Regions from separate parts of the Gossypium hirsutum genome. Here region 1 is linked to region 2. A link is a contact called in public Hi-C data. All regions are on one chromosome and are shown on one strand. The core of a region is the stretch at or near the end of the contact, and the rest is flanking DNA. Distances in the headings are between cores, read along the strand shown. Region 1 has its middle 18 kb from the start of LOC107921217. Region 2 has its middle 5.8 kb from the start of LOC107921863.

What was found. Hi-C and Micro-C count contacts between places; a contact is called where the count stands out from the background.
Region 1: a contact with region 2 is called in a Hi-C map of leaf, with 1.7 times the contacts expected there. The contact joins two enhancer-like sites. A contact is called at or near these places in 2 of 34 Hi-C or Micro-C datasets (both in leaf).

The regions. Positions count from the first base shown.
Region 1 is chrA01:114,263,536-114,269,999 of Gossypium_hirsutum_v2.1, forward strand. No RefSeq gene overlaps it. Among protein-coding and RNA genes, the nearest start is that of LOC107921217, 18 kb to the right of the region's middle. Within about 2 kb of position 1,541, at least 2 of the 9 cell types and tissues checked have an H3K27ac peak or open chromatin away from gene starts, as enhancers often do. A contact at or near this core is called in leaf, where this site is marked.
Region 2 is chrA01:114,132,059-114,138,745 of Gossypium_hirsutum_v2.1, forward strand. It overlaps the pseudogene LOC107921097. Among protein-coding and RNA genes, the nearest start is that of LOC107921863, 5.8 kb to the left of the region's middle. Within about 2 kb of position 4,668, at least 5 of the 9 cell types and tissues checked have an H3K27ac peak or open chromatin away from gene starts, as enhancers often do. A contact at or near this core is called in leaf, where this site is marked.

The sequences.
Region 1 (6,464 bases), core at 291-2,790, 130 kb after region 2:
CATCGGGTTGATTAAAAAAATGGTTTGAATAGCATATTCAAAGGGAAGTAAAGAAATTATGTAGAAAAGTAGTTCATTTGGTAAACTACTTATGAAATCTTCCATATTGGCAACTCTCTATAGCACTCGTATTTATTAATAAGAAAGATTTTCATTTTCTAAATAAAGTATACAAATTGAATTCATTCTATATCAACAACAACAATAGTACACACGATAGAGTGATAGATTACGAGTTTCCATACATGATTTCACACATACAAGAAAAGAAAAATAAGTGAAATAATTCCATCTAAAATGAAATTAATCAAAGAAAGCCAAAACAGATGCAGTAGAATAGATAATTGATAATGTAAATTTTTTTTTATATTAGTTCCATCTGTTTAAAAAAAAAAGATTGCAAGGTAAATTAGCACAAATTCAGTAAGAAAGAAAAATATGGAATACCCACAAAGGGATTGTGAACAAACAAGTCGATTCAGATAAGAAAAAATCGGATTGAGAAACCAACTATTCAAGTACCGTGAAGAATTAGAAAATATATGATTAGGAACAAAAATGATTACCATCTTCTTATTTGTCGACAACCACTTGATTTTAAGTCTTAGAATATAAATTTGTCGGTAAAGAAGACATACCTGGACCTTCCATTGGATCCTCTTTTGTTTTTGTATTTGAATAAAAAATTCTGATGATAATAGTTTTTTTTAGTCAAATGAAAAAGAAAACTAAAAAAAATAGAGGAGATGAACGGTTTTTTTCAACTAAGATTTAGGGTTTAAAATTTTTAGTTAATTAAATTTATTTAATTAAAAATTTATTCTTATCCCATTTGGAAATCTAAATTGGCACTTAAAATCTAGTTGGACTGCCACGTAGGAGTACTGTCAGGAAGATAACGGAACTTAACGTAGAGTTATCACTTCGTAACAAAATAATAACATAAGTAACTAAAACATAACATTTCAAAGTGACTAAAATGTAATTTAAAGCATATAAAAGTGACTATTTTATCGTTTACCCTTTATAATATTGAAATTATAAAAAAATAAATTTAATAGTGAATTAAAAAGACTATCCTACCTCTATTTAATCCATTACCTAACTCTTTTTGGGAGATTTCATAGTGAACTTTTAAATATGTATATACTTGACAGCTTAAGATATTATGTATTTAATATTAAAATTGTAAAAATAAATAAATAAATTTAATAGTGAATTTAAACTCTACTTGAGAGATGAAAATACATATAAAAAAATAAAGATTTAATAAAAAAATATAAATTTATATAAATTTAGTTAATTTTGAAATACTTCGATTACCTATTTAACTTTTTAAAATTGCTTGATCAGCCTTACTGATTACAAATGCTCCAAAAAGATTTGTTTCTATTATATAGATATAATTCCATTGTAAATAAGTGATAATAGGCAGGGGAATACGTAAGGTTTGCTGATGATTTGACAAGACAAGGTTTACATGTGAAAGGGGAAAAATGATGTAGACATTTGACCTGACCTTTCGACCATGCCTTAGTCCCAGTCTCAACGTCAGCCTCTTAGGCAACTCAGTCAAGGCAGCCAGCAACCCAACAGGCAAAGACAGGGCAAGAGATGGGAGAGCTCGTTTTACCCCCCTTCTCCCCACACCCCCCCCCCCTCCCCAAAAAAAAAACGGCTAAGAAACCGTACGATCATGAAGAAAACGGTCTCATTGGCGCCTAATAACTTTTATCCCACCGGCACGAGTCAATAACCATTATCACTCCTTGTCCAATCGTTTGTTTTTTAGTATACTTTGAAACTGTTTTGCACTATGCTCCACGAGTGGGCAGAGAGGCCTTTTCTTTTATCTTATTATATACATATATATTTTCCTTTGGGCAAATAATATAGGGGGCACTGACTCCCACGTCCCAACTATGACTATCTGACATACACACACAACTCCCTTCTCTTTCTCTGGTTTTGGTTTTAATGAAGAGTCTTTGATGACTGCTTGACGTTAAAAGGACATTGTCTTAAACAGAAAGAAAGATCAGCCAGTGAGATAGAAGATAAAAAGAAAATATTACACGTCTCTTCCATCAATTCTCTCTCATTCCTTTTGCCCATCGGGATTATTTATTTATTTATTTAGAACAGTTTCACTTAATTTCCTTTCATCAAACTATCGCTTTGTTTTGGTGGTCCCTGAAGAAAAGTGAAAGAGAAAAGAAAAAAAAAGAAGACTGCAACCTCTGAGAGAGTCTATAAGTAAAAACCCTTTATTGATGGTATATTAATGTCTGTGTGAGTCTACAGTTTAAACTGGGAGTTGGAGCTAAGTGCGTGTCAGCGAAAGCAATGGTTCTCGTTAGTATGAACGAGGGAGTTTTTGCCTCTGTCTCATCCAACAACAGTATCTCAGTTGTCACCACGCCTTTCCTCGGCATTCTTGCATGCGGGACACTTGTTTTGGAATTTGGAATTTCTATTACACACTAATGCAAAATGTTAAGAGCACGGTATAAGAGATCATATACCAGTTCAAGTATGACATTGTAGTTCAAATTAAGTTGGCTTTGTAATAGGAGCGTTGACATGATAATTATAACGAATCAATGTTCTCAACCCCCTGAATAAAAACCCAAATAATTTAATCCTATGTACATTCTCTCTTCAAAGTTTCCAACTTCAAGGAAAGCTAGTTATCGACCATTTAAAAAAAATTTGGACGGTCGATCATAGAACAGTTGAATATACAAACTAAATATTTCCCCCCAGATTTTCACAAGTCTTGTTGATACAAAAAGTTGCGTGAGGGATGAAAATAGTTCGACATATTAAGCGAAAAGTCGTACTGTGGTGGTGGAGAATTGAGGTGTGAGGAAGTGAAGGAAAGAGATAAGCAACAGAGAGAAGGAAGTTGGATATGCTTTGCGAGAGAGTGAGGAAACATGGCCTCTCTTGAGGTGAGAGAGGGCTTCTACAGGCGATCTTAGGAGATGTGCGTCCTATAATGTAGTCACATTATAAAATATTTTCAAATAATATCTAAGTTAGAAAAATGCTTATGTATCATTTCATCCCACGTTGAAAGTAGGCATGACATTGCATCCCAGGATAATCTCTTATTTTCAATTAAAAGAATCTTAGAAAAGATTTTATGATTTAATATATTATATAATATTAAATATATGAAAGGGCAAAATATAAAGATGAGATGAGAATAAATATATTATATTGTGGGAATGGTTCGGTTAACACCAACCATTTTCACACACACACACACTATATATATATATGAATTAGTGGAAAGGTTTAGGATCTACTACAATAGATGTAAATTTGGCCGTTGAAATAAAGCTACATTTAAATGTTGTTTTTCAAACGGTATTTAAAATAAATTGAATTACTGGCGGAAGAGTTGTGTTGTTTGGTGCAATTTTGAAATGGAAAAATTACACAATATGAAATTCTCTTTCTTTCATATTTTTAGTGTTCTCTAGAATTATTTTGTTTTAGAACAATTCAAATATGGTGTCCTAAATCTAATCAGGATGGTTTGACCCGAATCCAAAACGTCATATTAGCTACTGAAGTGATTCAAAACACATCACTGACTGATAGCAAAAGTCATGGACATGCAATTAAATCATACATGATCATGAATGAACAACAAAACCTAATAGCATGTTTTATCTAACATAAATCATTCAACTGCAATTAGGGGCGAAATAGTCATTTCACATCTAATATTCGAACAAGCACATAACAAAAATTTAGAACTACATTTTAATTCTAAAATCCTTTTAGACACATTTTTGAAAGAATCGGTTTAATCTGATCAACAATTCTCCTTTAATTTTAAAAACAAGTGTTTTGGGGACCAAATTGAAAGAAAGATAAAATATAAAAAATAACCATATTACTAAATTGTCTTTGAATGTAGGAAATTAGACATCTAAACCTTAGGTATGTGTCTTTTCAAGATATTTTATAACCTTTTTGGACTCCAATTGCATTGTTTAACTTAGGTCTAAATTGCAATGATATAAAAACCAACCATGAACGAACAATATGTCACGTTTCAACAACGTGATTCACCTTGTCACAAGATGACCTGGAGGAGGCCCTTCATCCCGATGACATGACAAAGGATGTCCCAATGTCGATCCCTCGTCGCAACAACATTCGAATGTCATCATAACATCTACTACAGCTTTTGTAGAAACAGTCCAGAAACCTACAATTTTTAACTTTAGTCACTGCCAAACATACCATTTCGTGCATTTTGGCCTATTTCTCATTTCTAACAAGTCATATATCCTACAAACACCATTTAAAACATGCTTAAACATGCCATAACACACAATAGCATAATTTGACACTTCAAGTAAATGTTTATGCTAGCATACGACTATTAACTTACGACTCAATTACACAACATACCATATCAGCATGCTTATGATTCCTAAGCATCCTACATATGTATTTTGTACCATTTGGTCATTTTAGACATGCCAAAACTTTCAGAATATTTTTTTAACCTTTTTATCACTTTGTAGCCATGTTACATGCAATTTTAACACACCACATCAACTAAACAAATCATGCATCATCAACATTATCCAAAACATCCAAATAATGACAAAACAAAGTCTAAAGTTATTTTTAACAGTTCATAAGAAAGGCTAATCCCACAAAATAGCCTATACTGCCTTTATTAAAAATTCAATCACCAGTATCACATACTCAACGTTTATGCCTTGTAGGGATCACCCCACTTGTCCACCTCACACTCCTTAGAAGCACTATCTTTTTGGAAAACATTTGAAACACGAGTGTGAGCTTTACTAAGCGCGGTATGTTAGAGTATACTCAAAGACCAATCATGAAACGATTGTAATAACATACTTGTTTTACCTTGTTTATTAATATAAGGCATTGCCATTATTATTTTAGTTTCTTTTCTATGTATATAAATAATTTTTTTTTATAATAATGTCCTGAGAATAATATAATTATTCTTAAAAGGTCCTTAGTCGAGTATTATTGTGGGCTTGGACAATAATAATGCATTAAGATTAACATGTAGTTGATTGATGACAAAGTGTTGTCATTGACATACGGATGTCAAAAGTAATACATGAGTATATGTTAGAGAACAACATATTGGACTAACCTGCTATGAGTATGTTTCTTGGATTTTTATGTAATAGTCAAAACATTACTCATAGTGATAACTATGTATACGATCCTTAGACTTGTGATAACATATTGAGTTCTATATTTTGATACAGTTAAATATCTATTTTAACAGATTGTACTATAAAGACTGATGTTGGGTATGCCACAATCTATGTAGTGGATATGATTGATCAAGATAGGATTTGTCCCTCCTACAAAATGGGAGCAATATCTTAGGCCACTTGATGAAGTGAGACTAGAAATGCATGGCCATGCTCAAATAAGTTAATATGATATATTACCTTATTTGTTTATTGTAGTCTATTTCGGGTATCAAGAAACATGAGATTGGACTTTGCAAGTGTGACTATTCCATGACTTGTGCCCACTGGAGATATAAAGGAAAAAAGGATATAATACATGAAAATTTATCACAGAAAGGTTATGTTGAATCATGACTTCTTGTAACTCTGGTAGCAATGATGCATTACTAGATGCTAATCATTGCTTGTAATGTTAAAAGTGTTCTAGTATTACTACCAATGTTACAAAAGCCTATAGGTCACATCCTATGGTTGAAACGAACAAAATCTAAACGCAATTGTTATTAAATTTAACTGTCACGAGAATTGTATTAATCATTGAATTAATTTAATTTGACAGTTAAATAATAAACACAATATATGTACAAATTTGTTGTACAAGATAGAGAACATAATTAAAATAAATGTATGAAATTGATTCATATAAAATATTAATTATGATCTATTTACTGAAAATATTAAAATAAAGTATTATAATAATTAATTACGGTCAAATATAATATATATATATATGGAAATTAATATCCTTTTGGAAAGGATATTACACTGTGATATTTTCATATATATTTTGGCACCAAAAAGGGGATTCTGTTTTTTTTATTTAGGGAATATTAAATAAAAGGAAAGTAATCATAAAATAAAACCTTAGGGTGCAAAAAAAATGTTAACCAACATTAACCACAAAAGAAAAGAACCTTGGTCTAGCAGCCGCATTTCTTTTCGGAAAAACTCTCTGAAACGTTCAGTGAGAGCTTTTGTTCGTTCGTTCGCAACAAGGTGGACTATGTAGAGGTTGCGACGATTCTGTTGCGACTTTGGATTGGCAGCGTGTGAAGGGGATTAAAATAGTTGTGGTTCCTTCCGATTTTTCAGAGTACGAAAGGTATCTTTTTCAAACCTTGTCTTCCTAATTCATTCCTCGTGCATGGATTCCTGGTTTGGATCGCCGAAATAATTTTTGCGCTGTGC
Region 2 (6,687 bases), core at 3,418-5,917:
AAAAGAAAAGATCATTTGTGACATTCATAATGCTAGTCAAAATTTTATGCTTGTTAAGAAATGACCATGGTTATGGATCAGTATCAGATGACTAGCTAGGTTGTAAATATATCAACAATGTTTGCATTGGACATATATGGTTGTGTCAACAAGCTAGTAGGTGCAAGAGTATTAGATTGTAGGCATGAGAGTTGAGTTCAATCCCAAGCAACCCCATACCCTACCCAATTACCAAAAGAAAAAGGAAAAACAATAGTTCAATAGTCAAGCATCATCAAAGACATCTAGTTAAAGACAAAGAACACCTAGAAACGGGATAACACCGAGAATGCTAATTTAGTCATTAATCATTCAATAAAAGTAGGAGTCCATAGGGGTGTGTGTATATCCATAAATATATAGGTCTTTAAAGATTATTCCATATCACAAATGGCAAAGAGAAACAAAGAAAGCCGCCTAAATTAATATTTAATAAACGTGCTTAATTCAACGGCTGACTCATGGCTTGAGATACCAAAGAAAAAAACATTTATAATTGTTGTATAAAATGAACATGATATATAGGCAGCTCGATGTGTTAGTTTCAACATTTTCATACGAGAATCAGAATGTATTCATTTGCACCTTTCTGCAACTAGTGAATGAGAACCAAGAAGATGCTGGATTTTCCTAGGAGATCCGCTTGCGAGTGAAACTGCATCTATATGCTGGTGAAATGAAACCAGTTCAATTCTAGATTTATATATTTATATATATATATAGTGGAAAGTGAAGTAGCCCCAGGGATGTGCTGACCTACGTACCCAGAGGTTGAGACAAAAGAATTAATATTAAGAAATCTATGGTTTAGCTGTAAATTTTTGTTAGTATCGGAGGCCAAAAATGGCAAGGGGGACAAAAAGGAGGATTACATGGAGGGAATCCAGATTTAGATAATACCAATATATTATTAAGCTGTCCTGTGTGGTCACACTCAAATGTTGCATCCATACAAGACAAACAACCAATCAATTTTGTCCATTGCCTTGTGATTTTTCTACAAAAATAATTAGACCACTCCTATATAGCCAATTAAGCTTCTCCAAAAGCCCATTGAGTGCTAGAAAAGATATGTAAAAGAAAAAAAGGGAATCCGAAAGACAGCTCATTTCTTTCAATATAAAAATGTGTAGTTCAAACTAAGCCTAATCAAGCCCAAGATAACCCCACCACTCCATACAAGCCAAACTCCTCCCTTCTTAATTATATATCTTTTCTTACTTATAATTACATGTACATATAGTACTAAATTACTTTATACCGTGAAGAATTTTATCATTTATTTACTGACATATGTATATAGTGTATGTATATGTTTGAAGTAGTTGTACATAGAATGAAATGCAAGTGGTGCAAAAAAAAAAAAGGTGGGTGTGGTCGTGTGGGGAGACAAGAAAAAAAAGAAAAGGTAAGAGAGAAATAGGGCATGATATTTTGATACTATGAATAAATACAGAGGAATTGACAGATTGACCTGCGTCTCACCTCATCACCTCCCTCCCCTCACCACAGAGCAAATCTCAGATCCTCCTTGTCGCATCCCAATCAATGAGAGAAAAAAAAAATTAAAAGCTCATGACATCTCCAATGAAACTGCATTTCTTGTCATGGGTCATTGAAAGCCTACAAAGAAATTTAAAAAAAAAAAACACCCCTCACAGCATAGGGAAAAAGGCTAGTGATTGAAATCAAAGGACGGACAAATATATAGATCCAATAATCTCTCATGAATGAGTTTCCATGAACTACTATTTTGCCTGTCTTTCACCATCCATTTGTTTTATATTATATATATAGAGAGAGAGAGAGAGAGTAAGAGAGAGAGAATGAGATTGATATATAGAGAGAGAAAAAGAAAGAGAAAGAAAGTGTTGGAGCTAGAAGTCATGAGAGTGATGGTACATTGTTGGGTCATGTCGATTCATGGCTTCTCTTTGACTGTTGTGGCTGCTATCATCATCACCCTCCATTCTTGATCCCATTTGAGTTGAAGCTGTAGCACCAAGATTGAGATAAACCAACCTTGAATCCAAATTGAGGTTAGCAAGGTTGTTTCCACTGCTACTGCTATTATGTTCATCACTCATTGGTGGGTAAATTGCAGTTGAAGTTGGTGGATTTACGCTCCCTTCTTCACGCGAGATAACCATAGCTGCTGATTGAACAAGCTCAAGACATAGCCTAAGCTTATTTGGTTCGATGTGAGTTAGCCCCGGCACCGCACCTTTGAACAAGAAATCCGAAGTTAGTGTTCGAAGGATGTCTAAAGGAGTCACCCCATCAACGGTTCTTACATTAGGGTCTGCGTGGTGGTCTAAAAGCACCGCAACCATATCTGGTGATACCATTTCCGCTGCAATGTGAAGTGGGGTTTTTCCCGCAGGCCCCGCCGGGTAGTTAACATCAGCTGCACCAAGCTCTAACAAGGTCTTAACTACTTCCCGGCTGCAGTTCTCAACAGCATAGTGTAAAGCCAAAGCTTCATCAAGATTCAGACCTTCTCCCATCACCATGAGCTTGACTAGTTCAACATCCGAAGAGTCTAATGCCCTTCTCATCCTTCGAATCTTCTGGTCCTCAAGATCAGCAGCTGCGGTGAGATCATGGTGGGGTGGGGGTGATGATGATGATGATGATGATGATGATGAGGGATTAAGGACCGTCTTGCTAGAGATGACTTGAGACGCAGCTCTTCGATTTTGGCCACCACATCTATGGGCAGATGTTTGGCGAGAACTTCTGGTGGTAGACCTGATTTGGCCACTAGGTGGGAACAAGTAGTCCAAAGTTGGTGCATGTCTTGCTTTCTTGAAGCTATTAGTACTTTCATAACATCTTCAATTGAGGCCTTCTCCACCATACTGGCCAATTGTTTCTGTGAAAAGAAGAGAACCAAGAGCGTCAGCTTTGGTAAATGGAAATGAAAAGAGTCTTCGTTCCCATTGGTTGAAGCTAAACAAAGCGATGGGTGTTTGGGAAAGATTTTATGTGCTTACGAGGGAAGCCATTACCAGAGATTATCAAGATCTAGATTTAGAAAGCCTTTGGTGCGTAGCATTTAGATGGAAGAAACCCAATTCAAGAAAACCAGAAAATATGATTGTACATGACATCTAAATAAACCCTTTGCTTTTTGGGTTATTTGACAATGAATATCATTTGAACAACATTTTTTTTACTCGCAAGAAAATAGTAAATCTTTTCAACATCAACTGTAACCTGTAGAAGGAGAAGTCAAGATGACCGATGAAGAAAAACAGTGAAAGAAAACTGAAGCAATTGATGGTTGAATCAGGCGCTGTAGAAGAAAACTGCAGAAAAAATAACGAAAAAAAAATACTAAAAATTCTGTGTTTTTTTCTGTGTTTTTGCAGAAAAGAGAGTTCCTAAATGAACTGAGAGGATAAAATCCAACTATTTTACAAACATGGAAATGAGGATCGGAAATATGTAGAACAAAAAGGTGTTTAGTTAATCGTTAAAAGAAAAAGAAACCCGGTTTGATCATGATGATCATCATCTTCATGTTCATAAGATTACAAAAAATCCCTTCAATAAAAAAAAAGATTAAATTACACTTCCCAAAAACAAAGCCTAGTTATTGTCTGGGTACCCAAAAACCCAAAACACAAAGAGTAACAAGACTCCACAGACGCAAGAATCAAGAATCAGACAGCAGAAAAAGAGAGAGAAGGAAAGTAGTTTGTGAGGGTATGTTGATGATGATTGATGACGAAGAGAGGGAAGGGAAGGGAAGGGAAGGGAAACCTGAGTAAGCAATGCAAGCTGTTCAACACCAAAGTATCTAGCGGCAGCAAGAGTGTCAAGCGCAAGATCAACGGCAGAGGTGCAATGTGTATGCCAACACGCTCTTTCACTACAATTAGGCCTTGGCTCATGCTTTTGAGGCACAATAGAGACCTGGCCACTATACAAGAACTGTAACAATAGCAAGAACACTTCATATCCCACTGAGTTCACGGGTATAACACCGGGCCTAGACCCTGCTGTTGATCCGCCTCCTCGGTTCATCCTCGAACCAACCGGGTCTAAACCAGCTGGAGGATCAGGTCCGCAGAAGAATTTCCTAAAGAAGAGACTCCTTGCAGCTAAAATACACCTGTGGGCATGAACTAACCGACCCTCTACACTGAAAGTTACATCAGAGAAAGCTTGGCCATTGATGAGGAGGTTGAGGTAGTCGAGGGAGAGAGATCTTAAAGACTCGTCAAGGCTACTCATTTTAGGGTTGTTTTCCCAGAGGAATACAAAAAGAAAAATCTTCTCTTTTTGGATAAACAAGTATGTTGTTGAATCAAGTACACGAAGAAGAAGAAGAAGAAGAAGTAGTAGTTAGAGAAATAAGTAGGGATTTAGATGATGGTTTCATTTGAAAGAAACGGAGGAGGTTACTGTAATTGGTTTTTGTATTGAGAGATTCTTTCCTCTCGATGAAGTGGTGTGGGTTTTTGTCGATAGGGATATATATATTTTTTTGATAGACAGAGAAAAGAGAAAACTTTAGAAAGAGGGAGAGGGAGAGGGAGAGGGAGTGGGAGAGGGAGAGCAACATGGGTGGATGTTCGGGGCGGCTGAGCTATTTAAAATACACAATTTATTTATTGGAAAATTAAAAGAACAAAAAAAAACTATTTGTTTTTTTGTTTATACTATTAAAAATAATACATGGGGGTGGGGTAGGACGCTGGAGAAATGATGATGGGATTGGGATACATGGAAAATTTTGTTACAATTATTCTCATCATTACCTCGTGTTTTACTATTATAATTTTACTCAACTTAACTATTAGTTCAATTTTTTTTTAAAGCCAGCATTTATATTCTCTACTAAACCAAGTAAATTAGTCTTATTTTACTCTAAAACAAATCAAGCTTAATTTAAGAGTACTTCAACTAACTAAACTAACATAGATTAAAAAAATATTTGGGCAAACTAAAGAAATTACTATTTTTGTTTGTCATATATTACGTTTTAGTCACTTATATTTAAAATATTATGTTTTAGTCACTCACGTTATCAATTTGTTACGAAGTAGTCACTTTGCCATTAAGCTCCGTTACCTCCCTAACGACAGTCCTACATGGCAGCCTAAATAGGTTTTTTTAAATGCCAATTTGGATATCCAATTGGAATGAAAATAGATTTTTAATGAAGTAAATTTAATTAATTAAAAATTTTAAATTAATTACACCTTAAACTGGAAAAAAAATCAGTCTTCTCCTTTTTTTTTAGTTTTCTTTTCCATTTTGATTGAAAGAACTATTCTCATCCCAGTTGGATATCTAAGTTGACATTTAAAACTCATTTGGACTGTCATGTAGGACTGTCATTAAGGAGGTAATGGAACTTACGATAACGTAAGTGACTAAAATGTAACATTTCAAACATAAATGACTAAAATGTAATATGAGACAAATAAAAATGACTATTTTTATAACTTACCCAAAATATTTATGTCAAATGGAATCTAATCTTCCTTTATAAATATTTCTTATCCGTTTCAACTCTCATCATGTTTGAATACGTATATACATCCATATATATATATATATAATAATTAATAATGTAATTTGAAAAAATATTGGAAAAAAAATAATGTTAACTCCCGTTTGAGAGTTAAGCCTTAAACTTGTAATTAGGTAAAACTTCTAACAATGCTTCTTCCATATAAAGGAAATTATTTTCAAATATTCTATTTTTTTTTGGATAATCATAGACCAAGTATAATTTTATTTGGGTTGAAAGTAATATTCACAAATTTCAAAAATTTTAAATTAAAATACTGAAAATAAATTGAGTGGTCATTTATAAACAAAAGCAATAATATAATTTTAACCTTTTTTTCAACCTATAACACATAATATTAGTTTATAAACGAAAATATAAATTTATTTTGAAGGACAAACTTTAATGTAAAATACAAATACATAAATCTATGTATACCTAATAAATTACCAAACATTTCAAAGGTCAAAGCTATGTTGGCTCCATATTGTCTCCCCTTTTAACTTAACCCTATGCAACCACCAATAAGGGTGTAATGGCATTGTACCAAAAGAAAGAAAGAAAGAAAAAAATCATGTAGCCTCAATTCACTTCATCTTCTACAGGAGATGTCCCATTTACAAGTACATATGCAACCTTGATCTTTTTAGATTACCTTTTTGGAGGAGCAATCTCAACTTAATGGATATTTTCATTGTTTTTTATTTATTCCTAATGTTACTAAGTTGAGTTTTGGTTTGCTTATATGATGTAAAGGTCTAGGCCTATATTATAAAAGAAGGTTTATCCTTTGTTTCCATCTAAAAAATTTTCGGTAATCTTTTAGAAAAAAAAGGTTTGGAAATTACTTCAATTACAGTTAACATTTGTATTTTTTTTTTCTAGTAATAAGTGAATTCTTTTTGTTGTACTGCTTATTGTGTATGTTAGGGTCAACAATAATAAGAGATAGTAAATTGAAATTTTGAATTTTTTTTTATTACAAACTTTTTAAATTAAAAAAAAAGGAAGAGAGAATAGTTTGGACACTTGAATTTATAATAGTTTAGCCTCAGTTCCTTACCTCCACTACTTTATTATACTTCAACTAAAGATTTTCCCAATTTACAAGACTAATATAG